2 separate regions of the Triticum aestivum genome follow, and region 1 is linked to region 2. Evidence: chromatin contacts called from public Hi-C data. All regions are on one chromosome and are shown on one strand. The core of a region is the stretch at or near the end of the contact, and the rest is flanking DNA. Distances in the headings are between cores, read along the strand shown.

Region 1 (3,552 bases), core at 706-3,205, 320 kb after region 2:
GACGGTTTTGCGCGGTGCACGGGGCTTGCCTTTGCCAGAGGGGGCGGTCTTCATGTCGGACGAGGCGAGGGAGGCGAGGCCAGCGGCGGCGTCGAGGTCGAGGTCGTAGTCCATGGCGGGTGCGGGCGGAGGGTTTTAGGGAAAATGTGGGAAAATGGTGATTGTTGCCACCGACCAGCGGGCCCGGAAAGAGAAGTAGGCGCGCGGGTGCGCGTCCGTCACGTATCCGCGCCGACGCAAATCCGGCTCAAAATAAGGCCAAAAATGGGTCGCACACGAACGAAAAGTGGACGCGCGTCCATTTGGATCGGCACGGTAGGCCGCTTTTTATGTCCGCGCCCACCCAAACGGATGACGGTGGACGAAATGGATCACCCCATTGAAGTTGCTTTAATGTAAGACGCTTTTTAACATTATTGTAATGTTAAAAACGTCTTACATTATAAAACGGAAGGAGTAGATAAGAACAGGATGTCGTTCAGTTGTGTGTTTTTTACATTCCTACATTTCAAGATTCAACCGAACTCAAGTGACCCAAGTGCACTTCGGTTCCATATTACTACTAGTAAATTGTACGTGCTTTGCACGCTATTTAAATAATACAAAAAGGATGGGAAAATACATTTGAATATGTATTATCTTCTCTATAAAATCTTATCAAACAAAATTCAACTTGGCTTTTACCTTTATAGAATCCAAATTGTTCCACACTCTTTTTATTAGAGCATCAGATAAGCATATGAATAGATATATCTAGAACACATGAGATGGTTGAGTTGAAGGTTCAAATTAAAAGGCCACGTGGCAGAATCCTATGAGTTGAAAACTATATCCAACGGATGATAATGCTCGGATTTGCCTTCTCTCGACCGTTGGATGAGCATATCCAACGACCATTATTTAAAGCTATTGGCACGCTATATAGTGGTATAGATGTTTGTATCACGTCCACCAATTACCACGAAAACTCTAAAAAAAATACCACGAAAACAAAAAATACGACAGAAATTTTTTGCGCCCACGGAGAGCCACGGTGACAAGACGACACGGAACTTTTTCAAAAGGCCAGTGGCCAAGATACGCCAACGTGCGGATCCTAAACCAGGAGCACCAATCAACGGCGTGAACCGGCTCCAAACGTACTACCGTCCTCTCACACGCGACACGAATTTTGCGGCCCTTTCCCTTTCGCTTTTACGTACATCGGTCGATTCGTGTTTGCCAAAAAAGAAAAGAAAAGCCGGCTCCCACGGGCATATATTCTCCCTCGGCGACGTGATCCTTTTCTTTTAATTGCATCATGTAGTACTCTTTTTTCCTTTGCGATGTTTATTGTATGCCATGGTACTGTACCGCTTGTCGTGGCATGCAAGCTGGTGGATCGTATCCACGTGCGGTCACCGTAGAATGCAAGCATCAACGCGTACGTGTTCGGGAGAGAGAGAACAAAAGCAGCATCACGGATTATTTTCTCTTTATGAAATGTGGCGTACTCACTCTCTCTCTCTCTCTGGGCGATCGATGGAGACGGCTCTGGCTTTCGGTAAAGTAAAAGCGAGACAGGAACGTCGATGGGGCGGTAAAAAGAAGAGGTGCGGTGAACCGAACCGACCGTCATGGCATCTTGGTTGGCTACTACTCAACGCTTTATTATTACCAAAGTATTTGTCTAATCAACGTCGGATTGGTTGTAGATTTTGGCCGGAAATTTGCATCCACATCCTTTGTAACTTTCGTTTGGCCGTGTAGACGCTAGGCAGCACAGCAGTGGCGTAGTATCCACTCCGTAGATAGATGTAGATCTGAGCCAGGTCCCGTGCCGTCCACTCCGGATCTTGACCGGTCAAAGAGCGGACGGCGGGCCCGCCACTGGCGCGCATAGTGCGATGCATGTCGGCCTCGGGAGTCGCGCGCGCCTTGGGACAGGTTGGCGAGGGCGACGTGACCCTGCCCACCTCTGCTCCCCGCTCAGCGCTGAGGCCAACCCCTCGTAACTCGGGGAGCCTCGATGCATGTGTGTCTATGTGTATGGTCATCTCTTCTCAGCGGTCTCGCGCGTGCCTGGAATCGAATCTTTCCATCCACCCACCCACCCACCGTATCACCGTCTTTCACAAAATTTTACAATGTATTTTTCAAAATTTTCTGTGAAAAAGCACAAGTACAATACGTATGTGCAAATTGCCATAACTTTTTATTTCCACACGTGACGTACAACCAAAAGACAAATACATAATTTTAAATGGGTCGCTTTTTGTCTGTTTTGGGGGCCGGATTTTTTTTTTACGGTTTGCAAGTTCACTTGTTCAAAACAAAAATTCATGGATCTGTGGTGAACTCATACAAGTTTTCACATAATTTATATTTCGGTTAGTTTTACAGAAGATCAAAATTTGACCCAAAATACAAAAGGGTTCCATAACTCATGTGATATCAACTCATCGGAAGCAGGTTTCATAAGAAAGAAAGAAGCATCGGACGACTCGGATACAGGCTGCCATTTTTATAACGTGCTATTCATGGTTGATGCCGTTCAAACAGCCTTACTACCTTCATCCTGGTTTACTGGTTTTCGTAATACTACTTTTTATCAAATTTTGACCATTAATTTATTTAACAAATGGTAATGGCATGTCACATAAAATAATATCATTTCAAACTATGGTTATATACAAATTCAATGGTATTCATTTATGACATGTACTAATATTTTTATTGATTAATTTATGATCAAATTTTGACATAATAAAATAAATAAAAGATCAATAAACAGGACGGAGGTAGTAAATCATTCCGACGAGAAAACGCGTCTTGATTCTCTTTGTTTGCAATGTGCAAAGCCTAGTATTATAGCAGCCTACGTACCGTCCGTCCGGAAGAAATCTGCTTTTGCGATACTACTAGTATTCCTAGATGGAACCTCCTCCAAGTAGCCAGTAGCCACCCAGCAGTTGTGACAGGGTGTGCCCCACGGCGTTCAGGCTGGTCACAATGGGGAGGAACTTAGGAGTAACATCACACACTCCAATACAACTTTGCTTATGTGGCACATATTTAATGAAGAGAGAGGTGCTTGTGGTAACTAGCTAAGTTACCGGAACATCACACACTCCAAGAAACAATGAGTCTATAACCTAATAAATACATCTTTGCATGACACTACATAGATATTTCTACCCACTATGGAGGTAGTAACATAGTCTAGGGAAGTGTGTAAGTTACTAGCTTATGTTCTTGCCCATTGTGACCAGCCTCAAAGCATTGCCATCGCTCCATCACGTCTGTGGGTCACAAGTGCGCACAGAGACTGAGACGTGAGATGATTCCCTCGACGAAATAAATAAATTTACTCCTGCTCCAGCCTTGCACCGCGTACCGGCACTGTAGATGCACAGTGCCGCTGCATCTTGGATGCTCGCTGAGAATTTACAGCGCTGCCCTTCGAACGATTCTACCAGCAGTGCATGATGTTTTTTATTTATAACTAAGTCGGCAAATATATGACGTGATGCATTATTTTCAAAACAATGACCCCGTCGGCCCATCGGCCGA
Region 2 (3,225 bases), core at 352-2,851:
CAGTACTGACAAAACAACATATATTTGGCAATCAACTATATTGACAAAGATACGATAAGATACAAAGACGACTAGTAGATTACACAGCTTACACAGACAGACGTGTTACACAGCTTCCAAAAGAAAAGTGTGCTCACGAATACAACCTGTAGCTAGTACCAACATACAATGCAACATTTACAGCTCAAACACAATGACAACACTGGGCATAGCACAACTAGCTAACGTCTCAAAGCTTTCACAAGCATCACCGTCCTCCTGTACAACCTGCAAAAAAAATAAAAGACTAACATATGATACGTAAACAGTATCATGGCATTTTAATGAATCTAAGACAAATCCCTCATCTCAGACACATCAAATGGAATAAGGGTGACACCAAGCGCGTGATGAGCGCATGGGGCAGAGACAGCAAAAGTAATGGCGCATGTGATGCGCTCAGCACCCAGATCCAAGCAGTAGCGGTAAGGAATCTGATGCAAATCTACCAAGAAAAATCATATGGCCAAGAGTAGGACGAGGGGATAAATGCATCCATGGTGAGATCTAAGGGGCCTGCCACAAATGGGCACCAGTCCTGTAGAACAGCCGACAGGGAGGTAAGGGATGAAGACGAAGCAACAGTGACACCACGGCTCAAAAGCAAGGGAATAAAGGTGCGTGCAAAGTACAAAGCACAACCTGAATCTTTTATTCGTTAACTTGGGGAGAAAAACAAAATACCAAGGGTATTCAAATCTTGGCTTCAAATAAGCCAAGAAAATACCTAGCCTACTGGAATCTTAGTAGCAAATACCCAATAAAAACGAAGCTCCGGAAGAGATCTCGAGAGGAAGAAACAGCTCCCATTCAGATCTGGACCTTGGAGCATTTTCAAGATTTACAGCAGCTAGCTAGCCTCGACGGCAGATAAAACTACTTAACAGTAGATCAAGATGCAGAGCTCCCTTCAATCCAAACAGCGGTCAGCGAGGGATCGAAGCGGCTCCTCGGTCATGCAAACCACAGGCCTACCTCCTCGTTTTCTATGGAGATAGGATAGTGGGAACCATGAACGAGCAGCTGCACAAACCCTTCCGGTAGACCCTTCATTGGAATGATAGGAGCTCCACCTCTAAACCGAATCCAAAACACAAAACACAGATCAAAGAAAACCAAACGAAAACACAGAAAAACAAGATCTGTGCTGTGGTTCACAAGCGGAAACCAAGAACAGAGAGCACGACCAACCATGGAGGACATGGTGGCAAGAACTTGGTAGACAATAGGCTACATCTATGGGGCTAGAAGAGATGGAACGGAATCTACATCTACATCTACATCTACATCTAAAAGCAACGAGGAGGAGAAAGAAAGAAGGAAACTATTCTGTGGCGCTGTGGATGTGTGGGAGGGATGAAGACCAAGGGGTGAATTTATAGAGGGGTAAGAAGGGGGGGAGGCGCTCTAGAAGGCGCCATTGAAAGGAAAATATTGACTGCCATTTACGACATTTGTTAATTGCCTCTCTCACCCGTTTCTTTCTATTTTATGTGGTGTAGGGCCCGTATCTTTCTCTCTCTATAGCTGGAAAAATATACTATGGTATTCCAATTAATTAATATATTTATGTGTGTATGGCATGGAATGGTCTTGAGGAGATGTGGATTGATTTCCTGCCGAAGATGCCATCGACTGCCTGCTCGTTTCCATGTGTACCCACCAGCACCAGCCCTGCCCTCCGGTCCACGGCATCCACCCATTTTTTCAAAGTTCGAACGAGACGTAAATGCACGGCAAATAATAAATTAAATGGTTCAAAATCTACGCAACTAAATGAGTACCCTTTCTTAGGTATGTTTTTTCTTCTTTTGACTTATTCATAGTCTGCGATGTCGATACAAAGAATATGAAAAATAACAACGATATCCGCACACCATGTAGTGACGACTATAAATAATAGAGTGAACTGTAATCGCGTCACCAAAATTATCCATCCCTCGCCGGCGCAGGGCAAACCTTATTGTACTAGTCAGTTGAAGAAGTCGTGTGTTAAGGCCTCACGAAACCAACACACAAGAACATAAGCATCGTTCATAAAGAAAAGTATAGATCAAAAGGAAAGTTTGGGCAGGATTTATCTTGTGGGCACTAGCAATAGAATCCCGTTTAACTTCCTTTTCGTCTTCCCATTCAAACTTCCACGGGCTCATTTGTAACAAGTAGTCATCAAACCGAGGGCTCGTGTTAAGGACTTCCAATGTTTGTTTACGAACTTACGAATGAAAAGTTACATTTGAAAAAGAACTGTCTTGTCGGCATCTAATATGTTTAATAACCTGTAAAAAAAACATATCAGGTTGTACGACAAGTATGACCAAGACGACATTGTAAGGCTATGTAATCGTTGAAGATGGCTTTACACATGTCAGGCTTAGGGAAGCTTTGGTGCTAAGGTCCAGTTGGACCAATACCTCGGACAAAGATCCGTCATCGTAGAAGCCTTGTGTAGATCAAAAAACGCAAATCCAAAGAATCCCCTGGAGAAGTCGACATGTTAAGGCCTTACGGGACCAACACGCCAGAACAATAAGCATCATCCATAAAGAAAAGAATAGATCGAAATAATCAAATATGCAAACAAGTGAACAAAGACAATGAATGGCCAAATTCACATGGGTCCACTAGAGATGAAAGAGGTTTGGATCCAAACGGATCCACCGAATACTAGCACCGATCTAATCCTAGGATATGCATCAGAGACACGCCTTCACAAGCCCTCCGATGATGTTAGACTCAACGCACAAACGGGAGATAGTCGGCAAGGACATTATTCCATTCAGGGAGCCGCCGCCTCCTCACCGCCCTCAAATAGGACAAAACTCTAAGCAAACTCAACACTCTAACTGAAAATGGAGCGGGGTCACACTCGCTAGGGGTGGGGTCCACCGTGACTCCATGACCCCAAGACCACGGGAGACGAGATGACGTCAACGGGAGTCAAGGGAAACCCTAGTCGCCTTGTTCGCTCGATAGGCGCTAGACAAAGGGGTAAGGCAGGTAGTTGAGGTTCTTGTTTAGAGGCGTCTCACCTAGATCCACACATGCATCGACATTCTAATATTGTGAGGTTCTACCTTGCTAACAATAACGAAACCCTATACCCCCCCTTATCCACGAGTTAAAGAATTGAAGGGACACGATGTGTCGCTCAGTTCTGTGACATTGTATGGCCATAACACATGG

Evidence for each region. A called contact is a pair of places that touch in the nucleus more often than the background predicts.
Region 1: a contact with region 2 is called in a Hi-C map of leaf, with 5 times the contacts expected there. The contact joins two enhancer-like sites. A contact is called at or near these places in 1 of 5 Hi-C or Micro-C datasets (leaf) and 1 of 1 datasets of contacts at active chromatin or transcription factors (leaf).

What each region holds. Positions count from the first base shown.
Region 1 is chr3B:13,121,501-13,125,052 of IWGSC CS RefSeq v2.1, forward strand. No RefSeq gene overlaps it. Among protein-coding and RNA genes, the nearest start is that of LOC123068246, 17 kb to the right of the region's middle. Within about 2 kb of position 1,956, at least 7 of the 8 cell types and tissues checked have an H3K27ac peak or open chromatin away from gene starts, as enhancers often do. A contact at or near this core is called in leaf, where this site is marked.
Region 2 is chr3B:12,798,215-12,801,439 of IWGSC CS RefSeq v2.1, forward strand. No RefSeq gene overlaps it. Among protein-coding and RNA genes, the nearest start is that of LOC123064329, 190 kb to the left of the region's middle. Within about 2 kb of position 1,602, at least 8 of the 8 cell types and tissues checked have an H3K27ac peak or open chromatin away from gene starts, as enhancers often do. A contact at or near this core is called in leaf, where this site is marked.